5 separate regions of the Mus musculus genome follow, and all the other regions are linked to region 1. The links are chromatin contacts, called in public promoter capture Hi-C maps. All regions are on one chromosome and are shown on one strand. Each heading gives the region's core, a stretch centred on a gene start, on an enhancer-like site or on the middle of the called end of the contact. The rest is flanking DNA. Distances are from core to core; before and after follow the strand shown. Region 1 holds the start of Rfc3 (replication factor C (activator 1) 3). Region 2 overlaps Pds5b (PDS5 cohesin associated factor B). Region 3 overlaps Pds5b (PDS5 cohesin associated factor B). Region 4 has its middle 40 kb from the start of Kl. Region 5 holds the start of Kl (klotho).

Evidence for each region. Promoter capture Hi-C pulls out the DNA fragments that hold promoters and counts their contacts.
Region 2: a contact with region 1 is called in a promoter capture Hi-C map of the C10 cell line, with 4 times the contacts expected there. The contact joins the enhancer-like site here to the promoter of Rfc3 in region 1. A contact is called at or near these places in 3 of 39 promoter capture datasets (the C10 cell line, embryonic stem cells and hippocampal neurons) and 1 of 115 datasets of contacts at active chromatin or transcription factors (large pre-B cells).
Region 3: a promoter capture Hi-C map of embryonic stem cells shows a contact between it and region 1, with 2.2 times the contacts expected there. The contact joins the enhancer-like site here to the promoter of Rfc3 in region 1. A contact is called at or near these places in 3 of 39 promoter capture datasets (the 3T3-L1 cell line, embryonic stem cells and hippocampal neurons), 1 of 115 datasets of contacts at active chromatin or transcription factors (large pre-B cells) and 1 of 9 other capture datasets (macrophages).
Region 4: a promoter capture Hi-C map of liver shows a contact between it and region 1, with 2.5 times the contacts expected there. The contact joins the enhancer-like site here to the promoter of Rfc3 in region 1. A contact is called at or near these places in 4 of 39 promoter capture datasets (the 3T3-L1 cell line, embryonic stem cells, hematopoietic stem and progenitor cells and 1 more) and 1 of 115 datasets of contacts at active chromatin or transcription factors (bone marrow-derived macrophages).
Region 5: a promoter capture Hi-C map of hematopoietic stem and progenitor cells shows a contact between it and region 1, with 3 times the contacts expected there. The contact joins the promoter of Kl here to the promoter of Rfc3 in region 1. A contact is called at or near these places in 15 of 39 promoter capture datasets (the 3T3-L1 cell line, 3T3-L1-derived adipocytes, HPC-7-derived erythroid cells and 8 more) and 1 of 115 datasets of contacts at active chromatin or transcription factors (bone marrow-derived macrophages).

What each region holds. Positions count from the first base shown.
Region 1 is chr5:151,649,923-151,652,488 of GRCm38.p6, reverse strand. It overlaps Rfc3 (replication factor C (activator 1) 3), which reads left to right and starts at 1,281. Exons shown (of 9, transcript NM_027009.2): 1 at 1,281-1,423; 2 at 2,480-2,566. The coding sequence starts at 1,337.
Region 2 is chr5:150,777,014-150,779,579 of GRCm38.p6, reverse strand. It overlaps Pds5b (PDS5 cohesin associated factor B), which reads right to left. Exons shown (of 35, transcript NM_175310.6): 21 at 1,269-1,427; 22 at 301-369. Among named protein-coding and RNA genes, the nearest start is that of Gm36447, 37 kb to the left of the region's middle. Within about 2 kb of position 1,274, at least 2 of the 459 cell types and tissues checked have an H3K27ac peak or open chromatin away from gene starts, as enhancers often do.
Region 3 is chr5:150,805,446-150,808,011 of GRCm38.p6, reverse strand. It overlaps Pds5b (PDS5 cohesin associated factor B), which reads right to left. Exons shown (of 35, transcript NM_175310.6): 34 at 2,300-2,438; 35 at 1-199. The coding sequence ends at 164. Among named protein-coding and RNA genes, the nearest start is that of Gm36447, 8.2 kb to the left of the region's middle. Within about 2 kb of position 1,276, at least 6 of the 459 cell types and tissues checked have an H3K27ac peak or open chromatin away from gene starts, as enhancers often do. A contact at or near this core is called in embryonic stem cells, where this site is marked.
Region 4 is chr5:150,911,126-150,913,691 of GRCm38.p6, reverse strand. No RefSeq gene overlaps it. Among named protein-coding and RNA genes, the nearest start is that of Kl, 40 kb to the left of the region's middle. Within about 2 kb of position 1,276, at least 28 of the 459 cell types and tissues checked have an H3K27ac peak or open chromatin away from gene starts, as enhancers often do. A contact at or near this core is called in liver, where this site is marked.
Region 5 is chr5:150,951,316-150,953,881 of GRCm38.p6, reverse strand. Kl (klotho) reads right to left here and starts at 1,275. Exons shown (of 5, transcript NM_013823.2): 1 at 341-1,275. The coding sequence starts at 1,165.

The sequences.
Region 1 (2,566 bases), core at 32-2,531:
GTGGCTACAGGGTCCAATCCTTTGGACAGGTACATCACAGGGTGTTTCCATGGTCCCAAAATTTGGATTAAAAGCCCTTCTGTCTTGTTTTATGGACAAACAGATGAAAAAGTTTTGAGACATCTGGAAGTTTTAGGGCTGGAGTCAATGCTAGAGCTGTTTCTAAAGCTTCAAATACCTTTTGTTCAACCTCAGTCCAGATTAAGGGCTCAGTGCCCTGCTTCGTGCTGGTGTGTAGTGAGAGGCCTTGCTCTGCTTACAAACTCTGGAATCCAGAGGCAGCACTACTCCATTGCCCCTAGGAACATACCTATATAGTAGTTTCTATAGTGATTCCAAATCTCATCAAGCTGATGACCAAGATTAACCATAGCAACAAGCTTTCAGGTGTCTGAAAGAAACTTCTGAAGCTACTGCAGGGAGCAGATCAGAGCTGTGTCTCTGGCCTTGGCCCTCTGGCTATGATTTGAGGACTCTATCCTTCCTTCCCAGCCACTTCCTCAGGTCTCACAAGTTGAAGAATTCCAAGTATGGTTATAAGTTAAAAAATACAGGGCAACCAATTAAAATCTAATTTCAGATAAAAATTAATTTCATTGCAAATATTGCCTGGGACACACACCGAAATGTTATTGGGGATCTAAATGTTATTGGGGGCATCTGTGTGTTGTATTTGTGAAAACAAGTAAACCTAGGTTTTTTTTTTTTCTATGTTCTCTTCACATTCTTTCAATCTTTTAGATTAAAAGAATATACCCTAGGATCCACCATGAACTACCTGTCTTTGGACGTTGTCTGTCATGCTTCTGGGTACTTTCGCTTCTGATTTCCTTTACTTTCTATTTCCTTTACTTTCCTAGTTCAGAACATATAGTTCACAGAGGCATGTAGGCAAATGCTCATTGAATATTGGAGTTTGTTTATTATTTTAAAGAAAAGCAGTTCTACTAATAAAGATAACAGATTATGTAGCACTAATTAGAATGAAGTTGTGAATCAGTGAATAAATGAAAGAATGAAATGGAGGGAATTTCCTTCCCTAAGAACTCAGATTGGACGAACCTGAATGTCAGAGATACATCTTTAATTCCTTCGAATGTTTTCTAAAATGTTACAGGGTGAGAACAAAGAGGCAGCCACTGCCCGGTAAATCCAGCGACTGTTGGTGCAGTGGTGGAAGTGGGAACTGCAGCGACTGCTCCACTCCCGGTTGAGATTGCCCAGTCTCCCTATCCGGAAGTCGCCGGGTGCCGGAAGTGACGTCGCACGCTTTCGCGCTCGCGGGAAAACTCTACTGTCTAAGCGGCGGGTCCGCTGGTGCGACTGTGGAGCGGTCATGAGCCTCTGGGTGGACAAGTACCGGCCGAGCTCCCTTGCCCGGCTGGACTATCATAAGGAACAGGCAGCACAGCTGCGCAACCTGGTGAGCCGCCCTGCTCAGCAGCTTCCTGCACAGCCCGGGGAAGGGAAGGGAAGGGAAGGGAAGGGAAGGGAAGGGAAGGGAAGGGAGGGAGGGAGGGAGGAGGCGGGCGCCCCGGTGCTAGCGAGGGGGTCAGAGTGACGCGTTCCTCAAAGTGCGGTGTGTTTGCTGCCGGGAACCTCAATGGCTTGGTGTGGGGACCAGAAGAAGGCCAGTGTAGTGGAGAATCAGGAGCAAGCAGCGGCGGTAGGGGGCGGGGATGGGGGTGTGCCCGGGCCTCGGTGTTACTGCAAATGCCTGATGGGCTCTCCCGCTACAGAGAGCTTAGGTGGGAAGCTGATAGAGGTGACTGTGCCCCGGACCCTGTTCTTAGTTACTGCGGAATCACAGCTAAGGCTTTTCTGAAAAGGAGAGATTATTTTAACGAGTGCCGCGATCGTTCATATGAGAGCTTTTGGAAGACTCGAGGGTGAAGTGGAAGATATGTTTTAGGTTTGGTTTTGGTTTTGGTTCGTGATGCATGCACTAATTTGAAATAGAATATTATGCTTCGTTAATACACGTGCCGGTTTTCCTTGCAAAAGCTTTAATGTTCAGTTTCCCGGTGGCAAGATCAAGACCCCATGTTAATAGTACTCTTTCGTTTGATGGCACTCTGTTACTGCTGTCTTTTCCATAGCATTGATCAACCTTGATCTAGTGTGAAGTTCTTCTGTCTCTTCCAAGTGAACTTACAAGGAAATCAGCGCACCTGCTTCTGAGCAAGAGGACCATTATGGGGAGCCCGGGCCAGACAAGCATCTGTCTTAGTTACAGAGATTGGGTTCGCCTTCTGTCATCCCTTAGTTTCAAACGGGCCCTTCAGATAGCTTACTTAGGGAGTGCCTACTTTTAAGCATTTAGTGCATGTAAATTAGATTAAATTAGTGTCCAGAGTTTGGTACATTTTCTGTTGGAGCTGGATGGTAAACAGAATATCTTGGAACTTTAAAAGTGGTTTGTTTAACTTAGTTCACCCAGTTTAACTAAGATATAATGTCTTGTTCTTTTTTTCCTTAGGTGCAGTGTGGAGACTTTCCTCACCTCTTAGTATATGGACCATCAGGTGCTGGAAAAAAGACAAGAATTATGTGTATTCTACGTGAA
Region 2 (2,566 bases), core at 25-2,524, 870 kb after region 1:
TCAAGGAAAAGATCATCTTAAAGCCTGGATTAGCATTATTATAGACAAGAGAACATCCAGGAGAAGAACAGCATTCACTTAACATTAAAAGGCTGATTTCTAAGAAGCAGAAATATAGAAGCAGCTCTCAAGTCATTCCCCCTAGTTTCCACACTGCTACTCACAAGGCCCCAGGGTGCACATCACTGCCCTAACTCTCACAGTACACGAAAGACTGCACCGCAACTTTAATAGTCACCCACATCTATTACTTGCTATCGTGAGTAAACTGAGAAACACAGATTTATGCACATTACTCACTTTGACCATTGTCTCAGGTGAGACTTCCTCATCTGGAACCCAAAGCTTAGTTGTCTTTTTTCCTGGAAGCTAGGCAAAAGGTGAAAACATTAAAATAATAAACATGAATTCTCATGGTCAACTAATATTTACTAAATAAACAAAATACTTAATAACAACAGACACAACTTATGATTTATCTAACTCCATTTACTAAATATCCCTGAAAGGAATAGTCTCACTGGTACCTGGGTGGAACATCTGGATACCCTTTGCAGGTGTGGGTTAGGATTGACTTTGTAATAATACATAATCTGTTTTGTAGACCCTTTTAAAAGGTTGATGATTCAATTATTTAGGCTACTAAGCAAAAACAAGACACTAAGAAGTGAGTGTGAAGTAGTATGTGTATTTGTGTGTCAAGTCAAATCCCTCTACGGAAGTCAGGTGCACTGATTTAGCTAGGCTGGCTGGCCAGCAAGCTCTAGGATCTACCTATGTCCATGTAGGCAGCTCTGGGGCTGCAAGCACACGCCAGCACACCTGATGTTACTGTATGTGTTTGAGTTAAACTCTGCTCCTCATGCTGTGCAGTGAGTGCTCATTAAGCTACCTCACCAGCCCCAAGAAATGCAGTTCTAAAAAGGTATTTTTAAAAAATCTTAGTCAGGCTTTGAGGCATAAGTCTATAATTCAGCTACTCAGAAGACTGAGATAGGAGGATTACAAGACCTGCCCAGGCTACAGTATTTGTCTCCTCCCAAAAAGCCTCTCACTTAATCAAAAGTCCATGTTCTTGTATAATTTAATTTCATGTAAACTGAAATAGCCTCAATTGGGTGTTATTTTCTACCTCCCAAAGGGTCTACTTCAGATCACATGTCCTTAAATGAAAGCAACCACGTGGGAGTGTTACTAGGCATTTCACCTCTCTTTAATCTAAACTGTAGAACAAACACTGTGATAACAAGTGTAGAAGTGCAACTTACCCGGTCATTCATGAGGAGGTCCTTCACAATGAAAGTTGCCACCAAAGACTTCAGAGGAGCAGCGAACTGATCAGGTGCGAGAAGAGCAATATGACCAATAGTGACCAGAGGGGTTATAAGATGCTCCAGGTTGCTTGGATCTAGGCTTTTATGCAGAGGCTGGAAATGAGGCAAAGGAAATATATTTTGGAAATGAGGCAAAGGAAATATATTTTAACTCTCTATACATACAAATAACACTGCTCATGAATTTCACCTTCTAATTCTAAACACTACAGAAGTGTAGACCCTGTGTAAGTAACAACTCAAGCTTGAGTGTAGACTCTACAGTTTACCAACATTTGGAAGACATTAAATTTAAGCATTTTCAGTTTGCCCAACTCACATTTTATAAACACTTCAGCATAAATCTTATTATATAGCATGTATCTTATGACTATGTGTATGAACGTCAAAGGCTGCTAGGACTCATCAATATCCATTCCACTCTCTTCCTAAGCCTCAAGACTCTGCCTTGCAGCTTCCTCTGCAGTTGAGGAAGGGTATGTGTGATCTGGTCATGGAAGAGGGAATGAAAATGAGGTAGGCCACACTTGCCAACAATGGGGCAGAGTAAGCACCATGCCTCTCCATAGTTCTCTCCACTTACCTGACTCAGGTCCAGTGGGTGGGGCTCCAGTAGGAACACAAAGAACCACTAATCAGAACAGTGTGTGTCCCTAAGCCTTTTGAACACTGAAACACCAAAACTAAATTTGCAATAGCAAAACTATTTTCCCTATGTGTAGTTAACTAAATTTTGGGTGGCTTGAAAAATTATAGCATCAAGTACTAAATTCCAAAGCAAGACTATTTTTCATATGATTTGAAACTAAGCCATTAATAAGTATTTTGTTACAAATAAAGAATGTCATACTCAGAATACTAACTGAAGAGTGCTGTTAAAGTTTAAACATAGAGAAATCAAGAAAATGACTAAAATATGCCATCATTAGCATTAAGGAAGGAAGACACAAGATGTGTTTTATATCCATACTTGTGTATAAAATAAAGCATGTCTGAAAAAGTGTATTACTACCTGACAGTGTAGCGCCTGTGGAAAGTAAGTAACTGCCTAGGATGGGGGAGGGCACCTAGCTAACCCAGGAACAAAGCTTCCTTGTAACGGATTCATTGTAATGATGGCTTTGGAAAGCAGCTCAGCAGGCAAGTGTTAAGGCACAAGTATAAGGACTGAGTATAAACCCTCAATACCACATAAATAAAAGAGCTGAGCACATCCTGACCCCAGTGCAGGG
Region 3 (2,566 bases), core at 27-2,526, 840 kb after region 1:
TGGATGGCTGATACGTGTGACCACAAACCCATGGTCATCCGAAGTCCAACTGTCCACGCTTTGGCAGTTCTGGTTTGTGCATCCAAGGCTTTATTTAGCCTCATATTTAGACAAAAAATGTTTTTTCCCCCCAAAGCTTTCACAATAGAAGTTAATGACGTGTTCATCGTCTCTCTCGTTTGGAGCTTCGCCGTCGTACCTGAAGAGAAAAGTCAACAGATGACCAATGTGAACACATCCGAATTTAGCCTAAGTACCAGCCATCATTTTTAAAACAATCTTTATTCTCACACATTTCTGAATTTCTTTGTATTTCTTTTCCTAAAACTGTCCTCCTCTTCTTCCTATCTTCAGATATTAAGGCCTCTATGGTATCTACATCTGGACAAGCCCATAAGCAGCCTTTTCCAGGCCACAGATTATTTCCCTTCTGTATTCATGTTTAGAGTCACTCACAGATATAATGCAGTGTGCACAGGTGAGTAACGACTACTCTCAGTGCCATCGTCTTTCTACTTCCTTTCTGTGGTAGAGAAAACACTTGACTCTAGGACTGGGTCATTTTAGGACAGAAGTCAGTGAGACCCTGCGTTCAAACATAAACCATTTATGAGCAAGGCCTACATGAAGCTTAAATCTCTGATTCTGTGTAAATCAGCAGAAGGGAGGGAATGAATAGGGTTTGCGTGAGTGAAGCAGATATGCATCTGTTCCCCATCCCATGGATGTTGCAGTCTTAGAGGTCTCAAGTCCCTTCCTCAAAGTCTGAAGAAACAAAGCAGACCAGCTTTGAGATGAGTTAGTTGAGACTCATCTGAACAAGCTCTGGGGACAGAGCCACTGAACACATGAAACAGAATCAGTCCACAGGCCAAATCTGGGAACGGAACAAAGAACTCAAGTTTCCAAAATGAAAAGAATTGACTGAGCTGATCTAAAATTTTAGCATTTATGCATCAGGAACACAGCTCTTACTTATGTTAATTTTTCCCTAATAAGAAGTAGGGGTAGAAAGCCAGGCATGGATTTCTGAGTTCGAGGCCAGACTGGTCTACAAAGTGAGTTCCAGGACAGCCAGGGCTATACAGAGAAACCCTGTCTTGAAAAACAAAAACAAAAACAAAACAAAACAAAAAACCCAAAAAAAGAAGTAGGGGTAGGGTGCTGTGGATAGCCTTGGGGCTAATTATATTGGATATTTCGTTCTCTTGGGAGGGCTGCGAACAAGGAATGATTCAGCACTCAGGTGTTTCCTGTAAACCTGCTTCCCACCTTGATTTGTAAAATAAGAGAGAGGTGATGACTGGGCAGACAAAGGGAAGGCGGAGCAGAAGGTGGGGAGAGAAGAAAGAGAAAATGGAAGAGGCAGAGGAGGAGGAGGAAGAAGAAAAGCAGAGGAAAAGCACATGATGGGAAAGATGGTAGTGTAGTGGTAGATCTGCCCAATCTAGGCGCACAGCATGTATTCATATCAATTGTGTTTCCTTGGCAGGGCATATTTGGGTTGGAGAGATTTACTGCAACAGTAGGGGACCAGGAGGAGGGGCAACATTTGGGATGCAAATAAATAAATAAAAGTGAGAACTGGCAATATCATTTGCTATTTAAAAGAAGGAAGTCTCTGGAAAGAACCACCTCCTACTTCTGTAAAGGCAGCATCAGTGCCAACCATACAAAGCCAGTTTACACCTCAATCCCAGAGCGGATCTGACTTCAAGATGACTATTACTCAGTGTGGCTTTCTTCTGGTTTCTATCGTGAGACTCAAAACCTCCCCATCAAAGACATCTGTGGAATATGAATCCACACTTCAAGGATTCAAGTGCCCAGACTGGCAACGTAAAACTGTCTGGACTGAGCTGGGCAGTGGTGGTGCATGCCTTTAATCCCAGCACTTGGGAGGCAGAGGCAGGAGGATTTCTGAGTTCGAGGCCAGCCTGGTCTACAGAGTGAGTTCCAGGACAGCCAGGGCTACACAGAGAAACCCTGTCTCGAAAAACTTAAAAAAAAAAAAACGAAAAACAAACAAAAAAAAAAAACCCAAAAAACAAACTGTCTGGACTCCTCAGCATTCAGGCGACAGGTTCTCTAGGCATTGCAATGCCCATCTTTCTCAAATTCAAGCTCTCCTCAAAGTTCTTTCTCCATTATCCTAGTTGGTAAGTAAAATAACATGACAAACTAATCAACCAAGGCATAAATATCTAGAATTACAGACAACAGCAAGTGTTAAATGGAGCTGACTAAATATTTACTGGCTCAATTTTTGCACATACATGACACTTCAATAAGGACATACATTTCCCACAGAAATGTCCTCCTCTTCTGCTCCTTCCTGTGTAGTGTCGTCACTGACAGGAGAGCTGGCCTGAAGCACATCCATTTCTTCACTTGAATCGTTTTCTTTAGTGGCTACCTGTTTGGAGCGTCCTACACGGCTAAAGCAAAACACATAAAATAAAATGAGAATCCCAATATTAAGTCCTGTATTAATTCACTGGAAGAAATGTCTTAGTTTATGAATTTTTGTCATTTTTATTCTGAATTATGTCATAAGATAAGAAAT
Region 4 (2,566 bases), core at 27-2,526, 740 kb after region 1:
CAGTTTCATAGGATCTGACACCCTTGCCTGGCCCCAATGGACACTGTATGGATATGGTGCACATATATAAATGCCAGAGAACAAAAAGCATCTGTACACATAAAATAAATGAATAAACACTAAAGGTTTCATTAACAAATATGATGTGAGTGGAGAAGAAGTTGACAAAGACAGCCCAGGAGCTTCACACTGTAGCTTTACTGTAGATAAGTCTCACTTTTACCTGTAGTTAAGGGGGCATGGAATTCTGGGAGATACTAAGATAAGAGGAATAAGGCCGGGCGTGGTGGTGCACGCCTTTAATCCCAGCACTCGGGAGGCAGAGGCAGGTGAATCTGAGTTCGAGGCCAGCCTGGTCTACAAAGTGAGTTCCAGGACAGCCAGGGCTATACAGAGAAACCCTGTCTCGAAAAAAACCAAAAAAAAAAAAAAAAAAAAAAAAAAAAAAAAGATAAGAGGAATATACAAAATAACTCTCAAGACTATACTTTCAGGGATCATTTCTATAGTCCGTTACAAAGTAACTCTCTGCAGAGCCTGGACTAGCATTAAACTCACTCTGTAGCGCAGGCTGGCCTTGAAACTGGGGTGGGTTTTCCTGCTCAGTCTCCTGAGTAGCTGGGACTATGGTAATGCACTACCTCACCTGGCTTTTCCCTGATTCTGATTTATGTAAAGCACTTTGAATTCTGTGTGCTGCTAACACTTAAAGGTTAAGTCAACCCCTCCATCCTTTTTCCCCTCCCACTGTTTTTCCCCCCTTAGTGAGATAAAAATTTTATTTTAAGCGACACACTGAAAGAAGTTAAAAATTAATTTGGAGAAATGACTACGGAATTCCAGGAATTAGTGAAGCTCGACAAGTCACACTGGGTGACCTTTCTGTTTTTTCCAGCAGACAGTCCAGATGGCGAGGTTTTCCAGGGCTGCACTTTGTGGGATGTCTGCTTGATTGTTTTTCCAAACTCGGAAAGAGGAAAACACACATATTTGTTAAAACAATAAAACCCCAACATCTTCAGTTAAAAGCAAGACTTGATCTTGCTGTGAGAACTAGTCACTTTGTATTTGCCAAGATTTTTTTTTTAATTTAATGTACCGCTCTTGTGTGTTTGTTTATTTTTATTTCACACACCTTCAGTGTGCAGACCTGTCTCTAAACTCTCAAGGATTCCAGGCATCTCCTCCACAACGTGTCCTGGCTCTAGGGTATGCATTTCCTTGTGTCTTCATGTGTACCTCCCCCACAGACACTGAGTGCCAAGAGTCCAGGGGCCATGTCTGCTTTGCCTCCTGCAGTCACCCAGGCTTCACATAAGGCCTGGCTGAGAGGAACTACATATAACAGGCTTTGACAGGTGGTCACAGTTAACCTTTACCATGGCCATGTGCAAGAGTACAAGGGAAAGTCGTGAGGCTGCAAGTGCAGAGAGCACTCAGGCAGGAGAGCCAGCCAGGGAGTATCTCACCTCTGTCTGCAGCTCATCTCCTATCACCAGGACTACTGACTACTGACTCTCTCTCAAGCACAGACACGGGACCCAGCTGATGCTCAGCTGTGAATGGGGTGCTGTGATTCCCCTGACTTCTTCCTCTCCATCCACACTGAACACTGCCCAGTGTTCTCCAGCACTTGACATCATGTGACCCTTTGCCTTCCTTCTAACCTCTTACCCTTCCCACCCTATCCCTACCCTCTCTATGCAAGTAAATCTCAACCCCTAAACTTGTAATTATTCCTGGACCTGGTGAGACAGTCACATAGAGACATGTTTAGTACTAACACTCCCAGATTTAGCCCCCCCCCCAATTAAGTCTGTTCTTAAGTGACAAACCACACTCACTAGGCTTGCTGGAGATATCAAATTTGATAGATACAGAGTAAGGTCCAATCTGAGAGAACAGCAAACATTCACAGAGTGACTGAGTTGCCAGCATGTCTTCCCAGTTTGTCTCCTTTGATCCTCATGGCTTGTGGAGGTGAGAGAGTACACAACCATGGTCTTTTTTTTTTCTTTTTTTTTTTTTAAGATTTATTTATTATATGTAAATACACTGTAGCTGTCTTCAGACACACCAGAAGAGGGCATCAGATCTCATTACAGATGGTTGTGAGCCACCATGTGGTTGCTGGGATTTGAACTTAGGACCTTTGGAAGAGCAGTTAATGCTCTTAACCACTGAGCCATCTCTCCAGCCCAGCTGTGGTCTTTCTAATATAGGGAAGCCTGTACTATTTGTTTGCTTTCCTAGGGCTACACATGAGGAAGGGAAGGGTGCTAGGGCCACACACCTCTAAGATGACTGCTGTCTTCAAACCATGACTTAATATTAGTCCTGTCATTATGGAAACCAGTGCAGTCACCAAGAATATGAAGAACAAATTTCCATGTGATCCAGCAATTCCCAGTCCCAAAGGAAAATAACTCAGTACATCAAAGGGCAGTTTCACTCCCATATTTATTGAAGCTTTGTTCTCAACAGCCAGGATAACAGTCCATCAACAGATGAGTTAAGAAATGCAGAATGCAGACACAGCCGGGTGGTGGTGGTGTACGCCTTTAAT
Region 5 (2,566 bases), core at 26-2,525, 700 kb after region 1:
CTGACTCTGCAGCTGATTCTAACAAATCTTGCTGGCCATTACCTCTAGGAACTTCGACTTCCCAACACCTGGGGAGAAACGCTTGCTCAGTGGAGAAATGGCCCCGTGTCCTTTTCTAGGGGCCCTAAAGCACGCGCTGCAGGATTCCGCTCCAGTTTCTAACTCCACTTCTAGAAGAGAACCCCAGAGCTGCTGGGGGGGGGGGGGTGTCTCCGCCTGCAAAGTGTCAGACCTGTGTGACCTCGTAATGGGTTCAAGTAAGGATTTCTGGAAGTGGCTCTGGCACTTCCGAGGCCCTCTGTCCCCCAAGGTGGCCCCCTGCCTGGCCCCTCGAACTCACCAAAAGTAGGTTGTGGGCAACCAGGTACCCGAGCCTGGAGCTGCCCCTCACGCCCGGGGCCAGGCGCCCGGTGGCATACCCGTGCCAGGCCACCACGTAGGGGTTGTCAATGGTGATCCAGTACTTGACCTGACCACCGAAGTGGCGGAAGCAGAGCTCGGCATAATCCCTGAAATGGTCGGCCAGGGCGCGATTGGCCCATCCGCCATAGGTGTCCTGCAGGCGCTGTGGCAGGTCCCAATGGTACAGGGTAACCACCGGCTGCACGCCCAGCTCCCGCAGCCGCTCCAGCAGCCGCCGGTAGTAGCGCAGCCCCTCGCGGTTGGGAGTGCCCGCGGTGCCATTGGGGAGCACCCGCGCCCACGATATGGAGAAGCGGTAGTGGGTGACCCCCAGTTCGCGCAGCCCCTCTGTGTCGCGGTAGACGTTGTTGTAACTATCGCTGGCCACATCTCCAGTGGAGGACAGGGGAGGCGACGGGGCACCCGACGGCGCCACGACGATCGGGGAGTCGGACGGGGCCGCCCCAGAGTGATGGGTGAAAGTGTCCCAGATGGACGCGCCTTTGCCGTGCTGTCGCCAGCCGCCCTCGGTCTGATAGGCGGCGCTGCCTACCGCCCAGAGGAAACCGTCGGGGAAGGTGTCGTGGAGGAGGCCAGCGGCCTCTGGGGCAGGAGCGCGCGCGAAGCGAGCCCAGGTCTGCGCGCCCTGACCCGGCTCAGCGCTCAGGCAGCGGGCGCGCAGGGCGAGCAGCAGCAGATGCAGCAACAGCAAACGGAGCAGCACCAGCCGCGGCGGGCGGCGAGGAGGGGCGCGGGCTAGCATGCTGCGGGAGCCGGGAGGGCACCGCGCCGCGCCCCTATATGCCCGCGCCCCGCCGCCCTCCCTACGCGGTGCCCACCCCCGCTCCCGCCGCCCCACGAGCAATGATTATCCAGAGCAGGCGCCGCCCCCCACTCCGGCCTGGCACGGGGGCGGGACAGGGGCTCAGCCAGCCAGGGTGCCCAGAGAGAGCACAGCAGGGGTCATAGGGACGTCGGAGAACAAGCACCTGCTGCAGCCAGCTCAGGGAGCAGACTATTCCACATCGCACAATCCTGTGGCCTCCATCCTGAGATGTCCCCGCGTCGCCCACTCCCCGCGTCCACTCCCTTTGCCTTCCTGGGACTGGTGTTCCTGGAGGACAGAAACAGCTGCCCAACTTTGCACAACGTTTGGCGCCTCGGGGGTGGGGGAGTGGGGAAAATCACCTGCTTTCCCCTTTCTCCCATTCTGAGCCCTCTATCCAGGGGAATCTTTCAGAGAACATCCCAGGAGAGCTTTGCTGTATCTGAACACAGCAGGAAGGCAGGGTGGGGAATTCAGGTGGAACTTTGCGAGGTTTAAGAGTACTCAGGCAGTTTTCTTCTGATAAGAGAGTCCCCCATCCCATTAGAGAAGGCGAGAGTCCGCCTTGCCTCAGACCCCAGCCTGCAGAGCCTACAAGAACACACAGTGGGTCTAAGAATGATGGGTTGTGTGAGGCTTCTGTTTCTCCTTTCCCTGGGTCGTCCCCTTCTCTTCCCTCCCCCGTTATCCCCCTTTAACCCTTTAAATCAGCAGTGTTCCTTAATGAGATCCCTCTGGATTCTCTGGTGAGGTTGTAGCTGTGAGTTGTTTTCCAAGAGAAAGAAAAACTCCAGACCACTCACATTTCAACTTCCATGGCACCATATCCCGTTCATCACCCTTTGCCATCCTTCTTATGAATATCCACGTTTTGACGTCCAGCCCTGGCTTAGCAAGTGGGGTCTCTGGGCAGGAGTGCTGGGTGGGAGACTTCTGTCCCCCACGCCGTGTATGTATGTATGTATGTATGAATGTACACCTATACCTATACATATACACGGGCTTTGTCCCATTCATTGGGAAACATCTCGAAGCTCAAAGGACAAATGTACACTAAGATGAGTCCCTAAGGGAAGCCCAGAAAAAATGAAGGATGCCACCATCCTACTCAGTAAGGTACAACTCAGCCGCTGCCTCCCGCCCACAGAGGGATGAGTAACATCCTTGCAGAACAGGCACTCTGAGAGTGATGTCCTCCTCAGAATTCCACACAAATAGAAAGTCAATACAGCCACAAGTGTTACATTCGAAGATGCTTGCTACAATGTCAGCACAGTAAACTTACTCCAGTACTTGATGAAATAGTCTCAACTCCAGCAAGCACACATTATCACCATT